Regions from separate parts of the Mus musculus genome. Here region 1 is linked to region 2. Evidence: chromatin contacts called from public Hi-C data. All regions are on one chromosome and are shown on one strand. Each heading gives the region's core, a stretch centred on a gene start, on an enhancer-like site or on the middle of the called end of the contact. The rest is flanking DNA. Distances are from core to core; before and after follow the strand shown.

Region 1 (3,303 bases), core at 156-2,655, 980 kb after region 2:
ACCAGAGAAAGTTAATAAGGAACCTGAAACTATTAATGTCCACCATTCATATGAGGCAGGTAGGCATCCTATGGCCAGGGAAATCGAAGACAGGACTACACGGGACTACATGCTCTACGCATTCAGGTGTATTGGAAGTCCAGGACCGCTTGGTCCTGCCAAGAAGGATTCTACAATACCTGGAAGTCAAGATTAGACATTCAATAAACACCACCACAGCTTCAAACTATGACCTTTACAGAGTGCTAGGAAGGCAAGGCGGGAGTTTGGGGGGGGGGGTCTTTAATCAAAACCCTCAGAGGCCAGAATCTGTCACACTGATGTCCTCCTGGTGACTTAATGCTTGCTGACAGTTTCTGCATCAGGTGGATAGAAAGAAAAAAAAAAAAGTCCTGCCTTTCTTCCAGCAAAGGGCAATTGATCTAGGAACAAAGATCCTGAATCCTGGGCTGAAGAAATAGAACCTGATTTGGCAAACAAATGACATGTAAAACCAACATACACAGAGCGGCAAGTGACAAAGGAAATTGCAAATGGCTCTAAACACTGTTTTTCCATAGACCACAAAGAGAAACTGTGGTAGACAGGGGAGATGGAGCATAAAATTGGGCGGACTGATTCAGGGTTTGTTTTGATATTTCAAATCATTTATTTTTTTTTTAAAAAGTGTGTGTGTGTGTGTGTGTGTGTGTGTGTGTGTGTGTGTGTGTGTGTGTGTGTACGTGAGGGGAGGAGGGAAAAGACTCTAACGCGAAGGGGCTGTCGGCAGACGATGCACAAATGAAAGCGCGCTTTCTCAATTTCCAAAGCTCTAAATGTAGAGAAATGCGCAATTATCCTGGGACGAGGTGGAGAGCGCAGCCTCGGGAGTTAAAGGCAATCGGGTCTCTGTCGGAGAAAAGCTAGCGCTGGGACTGAACTTCCAGCGGCCGCCTGAGGTGAGCATCAGGAGGGAACCCGGCCTTGCAAGTCCGCCTCTGCACACTTTCCGAGCTGTGATCTCCAGCCGGGTCCCCGCAGGCGTCTAGGGAAAAGGCACTCAGCGGGGCGTCCGGGAACCCTAGGCTCACCCTTCCAGGTCCACTGAGCAACAGGCTGGCCAATAAAATTAAAGGATAGTAAGAACGTCTGGAGGAGGACAGAACCAGAATTCGCCCCTCAGTTCTGGGGTGTCGGGCACATTCAGGGTCCCCAGGATGGGACACGGGTCCTAGGGCGATGATGTCTCCTTTAAAGGCACTGTTTTGGGATGGCGAGGAAACGGAGGCTTAGACCCAGATCGGTTTATCCTGGAAGCCTCAGCATTCTTTTCCAGCCGCTGCCGGCTCTCCGGTATCCCGTCGAGGTCTGCGGGGCTTCTGGCTCCTGAGAGGCTCTCACCACTTTGGAGCAGCGCTCCCCGGCCTTGGTTGAGCCCTGAGGCCTCGGGACTGGCTTGTACTGCCCGCTCCGGAGTTGCTGCTCTAGACCTCATTCCTTTTCAAGCACTTGAATATATATATATATATATATATATTCTTTTTACCAACAGATTGGTTATTTATTTATTTATTTATTTATTTATTTATTTATTTATTAATAAAACTTATTCAACCTTTTAGAGGCAACATCGTTCCTTTCTTCGGTATGGTATCCGTGGATAATCAGATAATCTCATGCCTGCCTTTGTATTCTTGAAGCTTTAAACTCTGCAAATATTGATGTCGCTTCACTGAAAAGGCGTTTCGCAGTCCAATCCCAACCCCCTTAGACTTTACCCTTCATAGGCATGCAGCGAGAGGAGAGTTGGAGTCAGCCTGGGTTTTCTGATCCCACAATTAAACTGGAACAATTGTGTTTGGTTTAGAGTGACCAGTTTGTTCCGCTCTTGCAAGAGAAGTAATGTTTATTTTGTGATCCCTTTATGTTATTGTGCAGCCGAAGAAACTTCGTATTTTAAGCAAATGTATTGTTCCACAGCCTCGGGGGTGTGAGTTCCAGTCCTGAGCACTACTTTGTCTGCTCTTCTCTCTCCCGTATTTCATCTGTCCTAGGCACTCGATGCGATCTTTCCCCCCAACTGTTTGTCTCCAGTCCCTCCCAGTCCCTGCTCTGTTCTTTAATTTGTCTTGTGTTAGCTTTGGGTCAGCAAGTCTTTTGTGCTGGGTCCCTGGGCCTCACTCTGTGTGTGTGTGTGTGTGTGTGTGTGTGTGTGTGTGTGTGTGTGTTTCTTTTGTTACTTTCCACCCTAACACTGCAGAAATGAAACACACATGCCCTGTTGTCGCCTCATATTTTCAGATGTTTTTCACACTATTGTCCTCTCCAGTCCGTTGAAAGTGCAAAGTGGAAACACATGCACCCGAAAACATTTTTTTGAAAGGGGACAGCCCTAGGATGGAGTCTAACCTCCTGAATAAAGATAAGCAATAAATATAATATCAGATTTATAACGTGCATTGAACAATCTTGATTAGCACTAAGGTGAGCCTTGGTGAGCTTTTTATCATTTCCATGTGTCTGGACTACAAGAAGGAATCAATGGGGGGGGGGGAACCTCTATAAATCAGCGTTCATGTCAAGACAAATCAAAATAATGCCTCTATTATTTCAATCAATAAACCATTTTTATCCCCAGCATCTGATACACACACAGTGTGTGTGTGTCCATCTGTTTGTGTTTGGAACTGGCAGCTTTGCCTTAGACCAAAACAAACCTTTCAAGTCATGTCAATGAAATTAAAATGTTAAAAAGCAGAAATCAACGTACCCTCCTTCCACTCCTGTCTAGCCATTCCAGGCTCCCCCTTTAAAGCCCGGCTTTCCCAGATCAGTAAGAGATCCTTGAAAACTCTGCAGAGGACCTTTGGCTGAGAAGCAACTTAGAAAGGAGATTTCAAGAGAAAGCGAAAGCTCCCACCAGCAACAACCAGGGCTAGGGAAGCCTCCAAGGCTGGGGCTCCCATGCACGCCCAAGAACCGCCTACAGAGGTTGAAGGCAGGTTAGACTTGGGACCCTGGTTGGCTTCTGAAAAAAGCAAAATCGCCCTTTCTCATCAATGCCACCAAGATCCTTTCCAGCAGGTGTATGCGGCTGACTGGCTGGGTTATAATTGGGGCGAGGCTAGCTAGAGGAGAGAAGGAGGTGGAGGGAGAGAAAGGGGAATAGAGAGGGGAAGGGAAAAGGAGGAGAGAGACTGGCTGCCTGTCTGTAGCTTTGTTGGTTTCTGGCAGATTACAAGCCTTATTTCTGAAAATGTCTTGCCTGTAGGTCGGGCTTCTGCATGATCTTGTGCGACAGGGCCACAGCTCTTGAGAGGGGGA
Region 2 (3,832 bases), core at 366-2,865:
ACCACAGGATATAAGTTGTCTGACAGAAGACAGGGAAAGGTATAGTGCTTTTTAGAAAATGTGAGATAAATGCAGAAAAAAGGGGGAAATGGGCAAAATAAAAATAAGGGTCCTTTAAAATAACAATAAAGGCCACAAGGAATTATACTATTAACTATCCAAAACAAAACAAAGCAAAATGAAAAGCTAGGTATGTTTTAATGATTTTTACCTGTGCTAGTTCCTGCATTTGATTTCAAATGTAACAAGTTACTTGATACTGTTACAAACACATACTCAAATAAATTTTTATTAATTTCTGATCAGTTGTTCTAAAAGAATAAAAGTAAGATATATATCCAGAAAAATGAGCCACATTAGTCAAATTTGATGCTTTTTCACATGCGATATAAAATTAAATGACCCATATTTCTGAACTTTATTTAGAAGAAACCTAATGTTTTAAAATAAACAAAAAACAAATTGATCCAAAGTATTTTGGATTGCTAAATTGAAATGAGTATTTCCTTTGGGAGTAATGTGTACCTTTTTCTTTCTATCTTTTTATACACACATACATAACCTTTAAATTGTGTGTGTGTGTGTGTAGGCGTGCACGCATGTGCACGCATAGAAATATATGCATGTATAAATAGTATATATATATATACTTTATAGGCATCTATATAAATACCACACACAAATACTTGCAGTATCTAACTCCTTTATAAAACAGGAGAAATTATTTTTCTAGAAGCCCACATGTGTGCAGTTTCTTATTCATTTCTTTATTAAATTGTAGTTATGTGTAAGATATTCAAAAATTAAAAAGAATTATACATGAGAGAAATCAAACATCAACCAAATGATGTGAATTCAATTTCAGTTAGTGTTCATAGAATAATGTTAAGAAAACAGCTCAAATGTGTTTATAAAATCCTGTTTAATAAAGATAGAAATCTATAAATTTGCCTAAAAACAGAAGAAAATGAGAATCAAGTCTCAGACTCATTGTTTCCATCTTTAAATGCCTTTTCTGTTTTTATGCTAAAGACACTAATAAAAACTATGATAATTGAAAATTTTGTACATTCCCTGATCATAATTTGCTAATAATTTCCTTCCTAATGATAATAATTTTGATCTATTCAAACACCAGTTTTATTGAAAAATCTTTTTTTTTAAAGAAAAAAAATCTGAATTATAAATAATTGAGCCCTATTATTGTCTGTGTGTGGGCCAGGGAGTAGGAGAAAGTGGAGTAGTTAGCCTTAATTATCTGGATAATTTATTTCTGTCAACCCAGCCTTGGTGCCCTTTCCCTTCGAAATTGAAAAGTTATATTAGAAATTACAGTTCGTCTTAAAGGAACTATAACATTAGAGATGACACTTCGGCACATTTGTGGATAAGTTACTTTCGCTATGTCACCTTTCCTGGTGATAGTTGTGCAGTTTTCCTATCTTAGGACGGAGACTGAGAGCAGATGACAGGAGGGTCAGGGGACTCTTCTTTCCCTCAGAGGCTCCGGCCATTGCCGTCTGCAATCAGATTGTTAGCATGTCAGCTCAGTCTATCAGAGTCCCTTGAGTGCTGTTCTGCCTGCTAAGAGAAAATACCTTGTGTGTTGGCTGTGGGTGTCTCTTAACAACACTCTGTCACTCAGCCATGCAGCCTAAATGGGGCATGGAGCAGAACCTTCACACCAGTGTGCAATAACTGAGCTTCCCAGCTCGTGTGTCCTGACCTCATAAGAAGACGCAGTCAAGGACCAGGGTGAAGAGCCAGGCTAGGCTTGATGACTGCTGACCTTCACTTGACTGTTAAGAATGGCAGCTTCTTTTACACCAGTCACTCAGAAACAAATGTAATAAAACAGTTTTTACTCAGAAAACCAATAAGGCGTTTCTTCTATGTAGTGTGAAATGCAGCCACTAGATGACACCAAGAGATAGTTTCTATATGTCTTCTTTCTTATATGTTTCTATATATCTGATCTCAGTTATCTGTTCAAAAGGTAATATTCTAGCTAAGATTTCTGGTAAGGTCACAGATGTAGGCCAAGTGAGAGTTTGAATTATTTTTTAAATGGCCTTTTCTTTTGGATATTATCACTTACCTCCTAACCAGTAAGAGGAGCAAAATGAATCAGAAATAAAAAACAAAACACAAAACTAAACATGAGGTCATTCGGATCCTCAACCTTAGCCTTCTCCCTTTGGCTTCCCAGCGTACCTCAAGGGAGTAACACTGTGATTCAGGGAGGTCCTGCAGTACCATTATTATCAAACCCTCTAATGGGCTTGAAATAAAGTCTCCATTTTCTCTCTAGAATTCAGTTTTGTAAGCAAATCTTAGAAGTATCTTAGAATAATATTGCTATGTGACTGGCCTGTTTTGATGCCCATGTCTGCATAAAACAAGAAGTTGTAACAATATCAATGAACTCTTGAAAGACTGCCTATATTTCCTTCAAAAGACAACTGATATTTCATCTCAGACTTATATTGTGAGTGACCCATAGTAAATTAAAGTAAGTTGCCTTTGGCACTATAGAATTTTTAAAAAAAAAAATGGTTTCTCTATATGATATGATACTCAATAGCAAGATTCTTATGTAGTTAAAAACTGAATATTTCACATATCACTACCTGACTACTATGTCTTCAGGGGTCTGCAACCTTAAAGATACATAAAGAGGATGTAAACACTAAATTAATAGTTATCAAAAGTGTTTTAGAGTGCTTCATGATCAAACTCCTAAGTAGAACTTTGAAAAGAATTGATAGCAATTTAATTTGGCCTACCATTTCCAAAAGGGAATAGTTTTTTTTTTTTTATTTGTCTACTATTAGAAAAAAAATTGCAATACATGCTCTTGATTACAAAAAACATCTGGTGAATATAAGTTTTTTCAATTCACTTTTAGAAAGCAAATTGAAAAAAAACCATAGTATGTTTGTAGACTGAAGAATAATTAATTAAAGTATGCTGATCAATTAAATATATAATAAAAAAATTTAAAAATCATTTTGGAATAAGTACTTTTAAAATCTAACACACTATATTTTGGCAATTTGATAAATTCATTTTATTTTCATTATAAATGTAGAAATTTACCTGGTTCTCCCAAGTTTCATGGAATAGTCTCAAATCATGGTGATATTTTTATTTGAATAGCGAATATATTTTGAAGTCAAAATACAAAACTGTATTTTATATTGAGTGTTTGTTGAACATTGCTTGTTTGCATAAAATGCTGATCCTTACCCAGATTTGCCTGTTTGTATTGTTTTCCTAACTGAAAAAGCACAGAAAAAGCCTGCTAAGAAACTTAATTTGTTTACAGTCGGAAATATGTCAACATTGTCTGCATAATTTTAATAAGTAGCTCTTTGAAATTCAAAAAAGTACAGAAAATTATTCACTCAAATATATTTTGTTTTCAGAATAAATTTACAATTCCAGGGAATTTGACATTGAGTCACTTTGAACCACATGGCTGAGAGTACACAGGTCTCATAATTTTATAACAACCACTTTCTCTCCCTAAAGTTTTGATGATTTATTTCCTGCCCGATTTAGCTAAGTATTAATTTTCTACTTCTGAGGAAAATATAGATTGCTAGTTCATAAAGTAAACACATACATACATACATACATACATACATACATATATGCATGCATGCATCAATGCACACATACAAAGACATGAGCAGAAATACCTCCTTGTGATTCCTATGAGATATAGCATAGTGGTCAGTACAAATTTATAAAGCCATGACTTGTTAATTTTATTAATGTCATGACAGTTTAATATTTCTTTTCTGTTGGAAGCATGGACATTAGGGTG

Evidence for each region. A called contact is a pair of places that touch in the nucleus more often than the background predicts.
Region 1: a Hi-C map of the N1E-115 cell line shows a contact between it and region 2, with 29 times the contacts expected there. The contact joins two enhancer-like sites. A contact is called at or near these places in 1 of 15 datasets of contacts at CTCF or cohesin (pro-B cells), 16 of 484 Hi-C or Micro-C datasets (the N1E-115 cell line, adipose-derived mesenchymal stem cells, cerebral cortex and 7 more) and 9 of 115 datasets of contacts at active chromatin or transcription factors (a beta-TC-6 cell line, craniofacial prominence, embryonic basal ganglia and 6 more).

What each region holds. Positions count from the first base shown.
Region 1 is chr13:116,704,831-116,708,133 of GRCm38.p6, forward strand. No RefSeq gene overlaps it. Among named protein-coding and RNA genes, the nearest start is that of 4930435F18Rik, 130 kb to the right of the region's middle. Within about 2 kb of position 1,406, at least 38 of the 459 cell types and tissues checked have an H3K27ac peak or open chromatin away from gene starts, as enhancers often do. A contact at or near this core is called in the N1E-115 cell line and neural tube, where this site is marked.
Region 2 is chr13:115,723,851-115,727,682 of GRCm38.p6, forward strand. No RefSeq gene overlaps it. Among named protein-coding and RNA genes, the nearest start is that of Isl1, 580 kb to the right of the region's middle. Within about 2 kb of position 1,616, at least 10 of the 459 cell types and tissues checked have an H3K27ac peak or open chromatin away from gene starts, as enhancers often do. A contact at or near this core is called in the N1E-115 cell line and neural tube, where this site is marked.